Regions from separate parts of the Mus musculus genome. Here all the other regions are linked to region 3. Evidence: chromatin contacts called from public HiCAR-type and promoter capture Hi-C data. All regions are on one chromosome and are shown on one strand. Each heading gives the region's core, a stretch centred on a gene start, on an enhancer-like site or on the middle of the called end of the contact. The rest is flanking DNA. Distances are from core to core; before and after follow the strand shown.

The links. Promoter capture Hi-C pulls out the DNA fragments that hold promoters and counts their contacts. HiCAR-type assays count read pairs that join an accessible place to other places.
Region 1: a contact with region 3 is called in a HiCAR-type map of astrocytes, with 5 times the contacts expected there. The contact joins the promoter of A830018L16Rik here to the promoter of Arfgef1 in region 3. A contact is called at or near these places in 4 of 39 promoter capture datasets (cranial neural crest, embryonic stem cells and hippocampal neurons) and 1 of 115 datasets of contacts at active chromatin or transcription factors (astrocytes).
Region 2: a contact with region 3 is called in a promoter capture Hi-C map of hippocampal neurons, with 4 times the contacts expected there. The contact joins the enhancer-like site here to the promoter of Arfgef1 in region 3. A contact is called at or near these places in 4 of 39 promoter capture datasets (cranial neural crest, frontonasal cranial neural crest, hippocampal neurons and 1 more) and 3 of 115 datasets of contacts at active chromatin or transcription factors (astrocytes, embryonic stem cells and neural tube).

The regions. Positions count from the first base shown.
Region 1 is chr1:11,412,672-11,415,903 of GRCm38.p6, reverse strand. A830018L16Rik (RIKEN cDNA A830018L16 gene) reads right to left here and starts at 1,799. Exons shown (of 14, transcript NM_001160369.2): 1 at 1,267-1,799. The coding sequence starts at 1,335.
Region 2 is chr1:11,572,576-11,575,847 of GRCm38.p6, reverse strand. All of the region lies in intron 5 of A830018L16Rik (RIKEN cDNA A830018L16 gene), which reads right to left. Among named protein-coding and RNA genes, the nearest start is that of A830018L16Rik, 160 kb to the right of the region's middle. Within about 2 kb of position 1,902, at least 9 of the 459 cell types and tissues checked have an H3K27ac peak or open chromatin away from gene starts, as enhancers often do. A contact at or near this core is called in hippocampal neurons, where this site is marked.
Region 3 is chr1:10,231,056-10,234,500 of GRCm38.p6, reverse strand. It overlaps Arfgef1 (ADP-ribosylation factor guanine nucleotide-exchange factor 1(brefeldin A-inhibited)), which reads left to right and starts at 1,831. Exons shown (of 38, transcript NM_001102430.1): 1 at 1,831-2,130. The coding sequence starts at 2,007.

The sequences.
Region 1 (3,232 bases), core at 550-3,049, 1.2 Mb before region 3:
GGTTGAGAAAGGCTGGTGATGGCTCACATGCCTAAGGTATGGACTTAGCAGAAGCAAAATTTCCTTTGCTAACATTTTGAAACAAACTAAAAATTAAGAGACCCCCAAGACTTGTGACCCCTTTAACAGAATTTTCGTTGAAACAATTCTCCAACTTTTCCAAATTTTACCATTAAGTTAAGACTGGGAAGGAATACTTGGAAAAGCTTAGTTATTGGAAACCTGTTCTTCCCAGGGAAAAAGACCTTTTTGTGCCCCCCAGGAGCTCTTTCAAGCAGTGGCATTAGTTGCACCTCACCTCGATGGTATTCATATCTCTGCTGCTCTAGTCTCCAAGAAGCTGCTCTGTTTTCAGATCACTAATGCATCCTTTTCCTCTTTCTCCCTAGCTCTTCAGCCTAAGCAATAGGAAGCTGCTTTTCAGGTATGTGCTGCGAGGAAGTCATAGGATAGACTTTCTATAGGAAGAATGCAGACTGCGGAACCTCAGGCATCCCAGGTGAGCCTGGCTACTTGAGTACCTGGCACTCCACACTTCCTCAGCTTGGGGTCAGCACCCTGACAACCTGCTGAACCGTAGCACTTAGGTGGTGCCTGCTTTCTGCCCCTAGGTCAGATTTTCCCTCTTGCTTAGCTTTTTTCTTCACTGTGTTCTTGTCATTAATTATTTGAAGGCGAAGGAAAACATCTCAAGACTGTGTCCTCAGAAAACAGGCATGTTTTCCTAAAACCCTTCTCTGCTCCTTTCCATCTCTGAGAACAGTGCAAAGGGTTCTAGTTTCAGCCACTGGACCAGCTTTAACATTTTTCCCCCAGCCGGGCAACCCCTCCACCTTTTTAGGTTCTACGACTGCCCATATTTAAAAGAAGAAAATTCAATATGCAAGATAGTGTGAATTCCCGGTGTGTGTGTGTGTGTGTGTGTGTGTGTGTGTGTGTGTGTGTGTGTAGATGTACACCTGGATTACCTGTCTCAACCTTAGTCCTGCCATATGGCTACTAGATGCATGACAGTCAGATGGCTCCAATTGTCCTGTTAGGCTGAAGTTAGGCCCTCCAGAGCTCACCTGTCAGTGTCTAGGTAACTGGCCAAGTGCCAGCAGGGCCGCGTTCCAGAACACCTAGTGGGACAGTCCTCCCTCTCCCGCGCATTTGCTCAGCCCCCTACCTTTGCTTAAGAAAATTCTGATTTTTTTTTTTTTTTTTCCTGCACCACCACCACCGCCTTCAAAGAGAGCGGGACCATTCCCCACCAGGGCTCCTTACCTCAAACAGAGGACCGATCTTGTTTTTCTCCAGGTAAGCCTGGATTCGGGTTTGTTGACGAGATGCCATGAGAAAACAGATGGGTCAGCAGAGAGAAGACAATGCGCCTCGGCTGGGGACAGCTCTACTCTACCCCAGGGCAGGAGCTCCGAGCCTGAGCTTTCTGGCACAGCGATGGCTAGCAACTCCGTTAGCAGCGAGCCCGAAGGGAGCAGGGCTCAGGGAACCCGGGCGAGGCTCTACCAACTCAGACAACTCCGAGGCAAGGAGAGAACTACATCGCATCCTGCAGCTCGCGCCCACCCGCTCTCCGCTTTCCGCAGCACCGCCGCCGAGGCGAAATCGCGGGCAGAGGCTGGTCTGTCCTCTGGGCGGCAGCAGCAGCAGGAGCCGGTGGCCGAAGGCGAGTGTCTGTGCAGTGCCTTCGCGAGCCGAGCGGGGGACAGCGCCGGCCGCAGGGGCGACAGCGCGCGGAACCGCCCAGAGCGCGCCACGGTGTGCGCCCAGCTCCTGGCTGCCAGGAACCAGCACCCAAGCTGCTCCCCGAGGCGGTGCTCGCTCCCTAGCGACAGAGCCGCTCAAAAAGCCAATGGTAAAGGTGCTTCTTTCAAAGTGCACATAAATCTGGTGCTTGTTGGCTACTCCTTGGCAGCTACACCCGCAGTTCCAAACCACTCAGCTTGATCTTCTCCTGGCCCAGCGCTCTGCCTTCACTAGGCTGGGATGAGAAAAAGCCGGAGATGAGAACTATGGCTGGGTTTTGCCGCGAAAACAAAGTTGCTTATGTTAAAAAGAAAAAAGAAAGGAACAGATATATCTATCTTGGCCTTGAGCAAGTCAGCCACAACCGGCGTTGCTGCCTGAGAACTGATTGAAAATTCCCGAAGTACAGACACCCAAAGGCTGGAAGCAACCCTTAGGCATTTGGCAGGGAGATGAAACAAAAGCAAGCCAGCTCTCTCTGCTTCCAAGTTTGCCTACACCTTCAGCTCTGTCTGCTACACCTCTGGCTACAGCTCAGGGGCTCTGAGCTCCCACCCAACAGTTATTCCTCCAGATACTTCAGAAGCACATCAACTTTACCTCATACCTTCTTACTATGAGACGACTTTTCAAGGTTAAGATCTGCAGTTATCACAAGGTTCCGTGTAGAGTTCTTTGCATTTAAAAAACCAAAAAACGATATAAAGCACTAAAACCCCAAAGATGAGTTGTCTGGTTCTAAACCATTTTGTATTGCCAAATCAGAACGTTTATACTAAAACTGTTGGCTGTCTCTACAATAATAGGCACGGATTTCTTTAAAACCAACTGCGACAGTGTAGATTTCTTCTTTTTCTGCACTGTGTTCAGGTTTCTGTGACCTGTATCTGTCCAAGCTTTTTCTCTCCGTTTTAAATTATCTAAGCATTGTGCAATAGTTAAGATGAGAATGGATTGTTCCAGGAAGTATTATAATAATTGCCTTTAATAATTCACATACACGAAATCTACTAGAGGAATTGGGCTATTAGCCACTATTGATAACTCGAAGCAGACATGATTTGGGGTGGAAAGATGTCAGAGCTGTTACTTTTACAATCAGCCTCATGACCCACCAGGTACAGGCAGGAGTAATGAACAGTGAGGAGTCCTGGTCTGTCACGTATTTCCTGTAACAGTTCAAAACTACAGTTACTTATGTACTTTTTCATAAGATTGGGAGATACTGACTATACATTAAATATGTTGTAGACTTGGCGTGAAGCCCTGTGAGTCACCTAAAGGCCCAAGTATTTTAAATTCCACATTGTACTAAAAGATCAGGACAGGCCTTCATCAAAATACATCTTCTTCCTCTAAGAGATATGAGGAAGATCTTTCTTCAAATCTATTAATTAAGATAATTAATAAGTCTTCCATAAACCCAGGAGTTCTGCATCAATTTTATTGGCCAGAAAAGATAAAACTTAGTCTGGCAACATTA
Region 2 (3,272 bases), core at 653-3,152, 1.3 Mb before region 3:
CTAGTGTAGGAACAATTGCAAGCTGGACACATAACCTTCTAATTCTCCCTGGAATTCACCTATATTTGTAATTAAGAAAAAAATCAGGAAAGTGGAGATTATTGCAAGATTTGCAAAAAGTTAATGAAATTATGGAACTTATGGGAGCACTACAACTGGCTTATTTACTCCAGCTGCCACTCCAAAAAATATATGTAAGATTATTATAGATCTAAAAAAAATGTTTTTATACTATTTCTTTGCATCCTGATGATTGTAAAAGGTGTGCTTGCCTGTAATTTTAAAGAACTCATGAAGTGATATCATTGGGAAGTTTTGTCTCTAGATATGACTAATGGCCTTATATTATGCCAAAAATGTGTTGCTGCTTCAATAAAAGAAGTTAGGACTTTGAATTCTTCTGAATATATGAATTATATGAATGATATTTTATTAGCTGACCCCTCTGAAGGAGTTTTACTACAAACCTTTGTTCTTATACAACAAGCTTTAAAATCTTGAGGATTAGTTATTGCTCCAGAATAGAAAAGATTCAAAGACTATATCTTTTTCAACATTTGGGACGTCCGTTATATCCAAAACAAATTGTAGCAGAGAAAATTCAAATAAGGAAAGATAATTTACTTACTTTAAATGATTTTAAAAACTATTAAGAGATGTTAATTGACTAAGACCTCATCTTAAGCATAGCACAGGAGAATTTAACCGCTCTTTGATATTCTTTTTTTATTAGATATTTTCTTCATTTATATTTCAAATGCTATCCCAAAAGTCCCCTATACCATCCCCCCCGACCCTGCTCCCCAACTCACTCACTCCCACTTCTTGGCCCTGGTGATCCCCTGTACTGGGGCATATAATCTTTGCAAGACCAAGGGGCCTCTCTTCCCAATGATGGCCAACTAGGCCATCTTCTGCTACATATGCAGCTAGAGACACGAGCTCTGTGGGTACTGGTTAGTTCATATTGTTGTTCCTCCTATAGCGTTGCAGACCCCTTCAGCTCTTGGGTACTTTCTCTAGCTCCTATATTGGGGGCCATGTGTTCCATCCTATAGATGACTGTGAGCATCCACTTCTGTATTTGTCAGGCAATGGCAAAGCCTCACAGGAGACAGATATATCAGGGTTCCTTCAGCAAAATCTTGCTGGTGTATGCAATAATGTCTGTGTTTGGTGGCTGATTATGGGATGAACCTCAGGGTGGGGCAGTCTCTGGATGGTCCATCCTTTCGTCTTAGTTCCAAACTTTGTCTCTGCAACTCCTTCCATGGATAATTTATTCCATATTCTAGGGAGGTATGAAATATCCACGTGTTGGTCTTCCTTCTTGATTTTCTTGTGTTTTGGAAGTTGTATCATGGGTATTCTAGGTTTCTGGGCTAATATCCACTTATCAGTGAGAGCATATCAAGTGACTTCTTTTGTGATTGGGTCACCTCACTCAGGATGACATCCTCCAGATACATCCATTTGCCCAAGAATTTCATAAATTCATTGTTTTTAATAGCTGAGTAGTACTCCATTGTGTAAATGTACCACATTTTCTGTATCCATTCCTCTGTTGAGGGACATCTGGGTTCTTTCCAGCTTCTGGCTATTATAAATAGAGCTGCTGTGAACATGATGGAGCATGTGTCCTTATTCCCAGTTGGAACATCTTCTGGGTATATGCATAGGAGAGGTATTGCTGGGGGGGGGGGTCCTGTTATAGTGTTGTCTAATTGTCTTTTTTCTCTTCAGTCCTTGCTCCCACACTGGAGAACCCATTGACTGACTGAGCTGGATTGGTCAAAGAAGAAACTCCTACAGGTTGATACCAAGAAATATGAACAGTAGATCAGGACTGCCAGGGAATCCAGTCCCCACAACCTAGCACAGTTAAAGAACCCACATCCCAATGTGCCTCCAAGCTGAGATTACACACACTCCATTCCGTTTCCATGATGGAAATGTTAATAAGGTTATCTCATACCAATCTCATTATGTAATGGAAACAAAGAAAATAAAACCTTCATCGTTTATATATGTTTATTTTATATGGAAAATCATGAAATTTCTGAGACAAATATAAGTTAACTTATAGCTTGCTTATAAACGTATCAAATGGCAGCTAAATTGATGAACAGAATGTTCACAGAGTGACTCAGAAATGTGAACATGCCAGTTCTCCCACACACACCTAAGTAAGGCACATGCTGAGCCAAATCCACCAAAGGAACAGAAAATTGGCAGATAGGCCAGTGGAAGCAAGCAGAGGGTCCACTGTTCAGTACATGGCTCTAAGAAGGTTTTTCTCCACTCAGGAGAAAAAACACATCCCAACTTTTTTATTGAACAATAAAAATTTGGGTAAATCAAATACCTCTATTTGTGATTTAGAAAAGAAGCTTGTAGAAATTTTACAATTATTTTAATGATTACATGTAAGAATGGATTTCCTAACAAAACAACAGTGTTTCAGAAAAATGATAATTTTCCATTTAATAGTAAACACAATTTAAAATAGAATGTCAATGCTCAAAATAAAATGACATACTTTAGACATGTATAACAAGACAGAAGCCCATATCTAGAATGTGTAATAAACTCACAGAGAAAAAGGACTAGAAAATGAGGCCAAAGTTACTAGCTTCCACTGGACCTCGTTAAATATGTTAAAACTCTCAGTTAAGTCCATGATTTTTGCTTTATTTTTAAAATATTTTTCCATTAATATGTGGACAGCAGAAAGTGCAGGAGAGAAAGGTATTATATTGAACTGTTGGTAGGAGTATAAATTGACACAAACACTTTATGGTAAAATTTCTATCATACTAGTGATGATGGATACACACAAAAGGCACAGGCCTTGCTACCTGAAGGGTCCTTTTCCAATTCTGTCTCAGAGGGAGACCAATGTCTACAATGGAAAAGAAATGCAAACACTGTGGGTACAGAACCATAGTTTTTGTAAGATATAATTGAAAAAAAAATGCTTGGAGTAAAGCCCCAGCTAATATATTTCAGATGTTTCTGTGTGTTCAAATTTAACTCATTCACTCTTGGAAATAAAAATAGGAAAGCATGCGCTTCACAGCAAAAGGCACATAACACTGGCTTTGCTTTCCCATTCCTGGTTGTTCTGATGGCCATCATTACATTGAGGCAGTATCTTCTAGTTTTTTTCCAAAGTGAATTGAGGCCTTTTCTTTCACCACTAAATATCTTATGGGACTTTCAGTTGGGGAACCATATTGATTTTCTGGAAATATGAAAGTGTCATCCATTAC
Region 3 (3,445 bases), core at 582-3,081:
AGGGAGTAGCAGGTAGTTTCTGAAAATTTTTGTTTAATGAGTTAACCTATTGGCTACGTCTAGCTGCAAGGGAGGCTAGAGAATGTTAATGCGGCTAAAAACAGAGACAGGGTTTCTCTGTATAGCCCTGGCTGTCCTGGAACTCACTTTGTAGACCAGGCTGGCCTCGAACTCAGAAATCCACCTGCCTCTGCCTCCCGAGTGCTGGGATTAAAGTCGTTCTCTACGACGCCTGGCTCAGATAGTACTTTCAATGAAACCTGGTTTAACCCTAGCATTAGGAAGCAAAGACAAATTAGAAATGGAGTATGTTTCCCTGATGTATAACAGAATGTACATTATATTTGATGTAGGAGCAAAATGAATCTCTAATTTCGAAGATTTTAGTGTTTAAGATGAAGGTAATGGATTTGTAGATTTCTCAGGACAACCACATTTTGATGTATCTGTCCATTTTAATTGTATGTCACCTTCAGATTTCCCATTTTTATTTCCTTTGGCTTTTCATACGTCTCAAGTCTTGTCACTTTGCAGCGTTCACACCTTTGGATTCTGATTGCTGCATTAATATAAATCCACAGCTAACACACTCTAAGGAAAAGAAAGCAAAAGCTGTATCCTAACCGGGATCCCATGTTGCTGGAGACACGCAATAGCATGGAACCCCCTGTAAACCGGCTGCATTTATTTCATGGGATTCTTAACGTTTTCTCTCAGAAGCAATGCGGAAATTTGAGTTCTGTGGCATTAAAGCAGGCACAGTATGGTCAGGAGTATCTGTTCTTAAAGCTTTTCCATTCTGAAAACTCCGGATTAAAGGTAGAGAACGGGAGGGCTCTGTGCGGTACCTGAGTCAGAAGCACTCACCTTAACTTCAGTGTCAATCAGAAAAGGGCATGAAACCTAGGGTTTACTGATTTACCCTATTGAGAGATTTAAAAAGTGAAAATATTCCTGAATCTTCGCCCAGTGGTTTTTAGCTTACGTTTTGCAAAAGAGATCCATCTTGAAGTAATTGAAAGTATCGGTCAAGGATAGCAATTTCCTACACCTGAGAAGGAAATTTAGACCCCGTGTGGCAGGCGGAAACCAGGTGCGCCTGAGGGAGCGACGCGGGTGTTCCTGTGGCCCTAGGACCGCGAGGAACTTTGCTCCCCGGCGACCGGCTGTCCAGAAAGTTGGGGAAGCCCGTGCACGGTAGGCAGGGGTCCTGTCGTCCCGGCCTTGGGAGCGCCCCTGTGCTCCGATCACGCATCCCAGTAGCCCGCAAGAGCAGAAGCCCCGCGCCACGCCGTGCCGCGCAGCAGGACGCCCGCCACGCCCCACGCTGCCCTGCAGGCGAACGCGGGAGGCGGCGAGTCCCCGCCGGGCCGCCGTAGAGTTGCAGCTCCGGCCGCTCCTCCCGCGCCGCCCTCCGCCCCTTGCCTCTCGGCGCCGCGGCAGCTCTGGGCTGGCGCTGGCACCGCCGCCGCCGCCGCTTCCTCTCCGCAGCCGTTCGGCCGCTGCGTGACGCGTCGTTTCCTCTCAACATGGCGTCCGGGGCAGGTCGGCGGTGATGGAGGCCAGTCGGCGGCTGCGGCGGATGCTGGTCCCCACGGTAGCTAGGGCAGCCTCGCGCCTGCTGGCAGTGTGAGGCGCCGCCACCTAGGCCCTCGGCCCCGGGAAGACGGCCGCCCGGGCCGAGTGCCGCCGCCGCCGGGCCGTAGGGACGAGTGAGGCGGGCGGCCGGGAAGCGACCCCCGGGCCGACGGCGCCGAGGCCGGACGGGCGCGGCCCTCGAACGGCGGCCCCTCGAGCGTGGCGAGGCTTTCGACGCCCTTGGCGGCCCCGCGGCCGCTCCGCGTCGCCGGCCGCTTCCTGGTGCCGCCGCTGCCCTCCACGCCTCCTCGCCCCCACCGCCACCTCCTCGCCTTTCTCCCTCCCCGTCCTCATCCCGGTCCCCGTCCCCCTCCTCCGCCTTCCCTCCAGCCGCCGGGACCGCCGCCGCCGCCGCCTCCTCCGCGTCCATGTATGAGGGCAAGAAGACGAAGAACATGTTCCTGACCCGGGCCCTGGAGAAGATTCTGGCCGACAAGGAAGTGAAGAAGGCGCATCACTCCCAGCTGCGCAAAGCGTGCGAGGTGGCCCTAGGTGAGCCCGGAGGAGGCCGCGGCGCGGGGTGCCGGCCGCGAGAGGTGGGCGGCGTGGCGGGCGGCTCGTCCGGGGAGCCCTGCTGGCCGCCCGACTGGAGTTGACAGCAACTCGGCTGGACGCGGGGCACCGGCTGAGTGGAGGAGGATAGGCGGCCAGCCGGGGCCCCTGGAACTCGAGATGGTTACGGATCGCGAGGCACCTGGCTTCGAGTGGTCCACAGGACGGGATGGGGGGAGGGTTGTTGGTGGCCCCTGCGGTGCGGACAGAATGTCATCCTTTGTGATGGAGCAGAAGATGAGCTGTTGTTTATTAGCTTAGAAATTGAGGTGGGGCCGATCTGACGAGACTGAGCGTGGGGGAGGGTTCCGTATTGCAATTACAATAACTTTATGATTTGGCGTGGTACTTTGGGAAGAAAGGTTGAAGTTGTTCCCTCGTTGACAGTCTCGAGAAAGGGGGTTGCAAAAGGTGCCTCGAGTTTGCCATCTCTCTGCCCCAGCTACAGGAAAAAAGAGTAGTAATGTAACCTACTGGGCTGACCTGGAAGAACAAGACTAGAGGTTAAGGGGGTGGCGGTGGCCGTGTCTGTGTGGAAATGTGGAAGGAAAGAACCTTTAGATAAATTGACTTTAGGTAACACAGAAAGGGGTGTGTGTGAAATGAGAGAAAAGAGAAAGACAATGACACCCACCAGCCACATGTCTGGACAGTGGCAGCTGTTCTCAAGCTTCAGTTGTGATTTATAGTTCAGACAGAAGAGGTCTAGTGTAATGAAGCCACAGCAGGGCAAATCCCAAACAATACCTATAAAACCATTGTAGGCAGATAACGATTTGTTTGCGGTAGGTTTGGTAGGTCTAGTGCATCCATCAATAAGAGAATTGTTAAGGGAGAAGCCAGAACATTTAACACAGATAAATTTGTGATGCTTACCCTTTTGTTTATAGCCCTGGACCAGAGCAGCTCAACTTTGCAAGAAATGAAAATGGTTAAAAGTGATTTTTGAAAAACATTTTTGAAAGGGGACAAACTAACTTTATGCTAAAGTAAGGGGTCCAGATAGGTTAGAGACAATTTTGCATTTAAGTTTTGACTTAAGACTACCATTTAACTTACTCCAAATGTTACAGCCGCCCTTCCTCCTTTTTTTCTCAATACTTAGTAATATGAAAAACATCAACTGGATTTGTTTAACATCCACCAAAAAATGGTCCTTTTTGTTGGTGGTGTTTTGTTGTTAATGTAGTAGTATAGTGGACTTAAATAGTTCCTTCCTTTGCCCTTCATTGGTCATAAGTTCCCATTTTGTTAT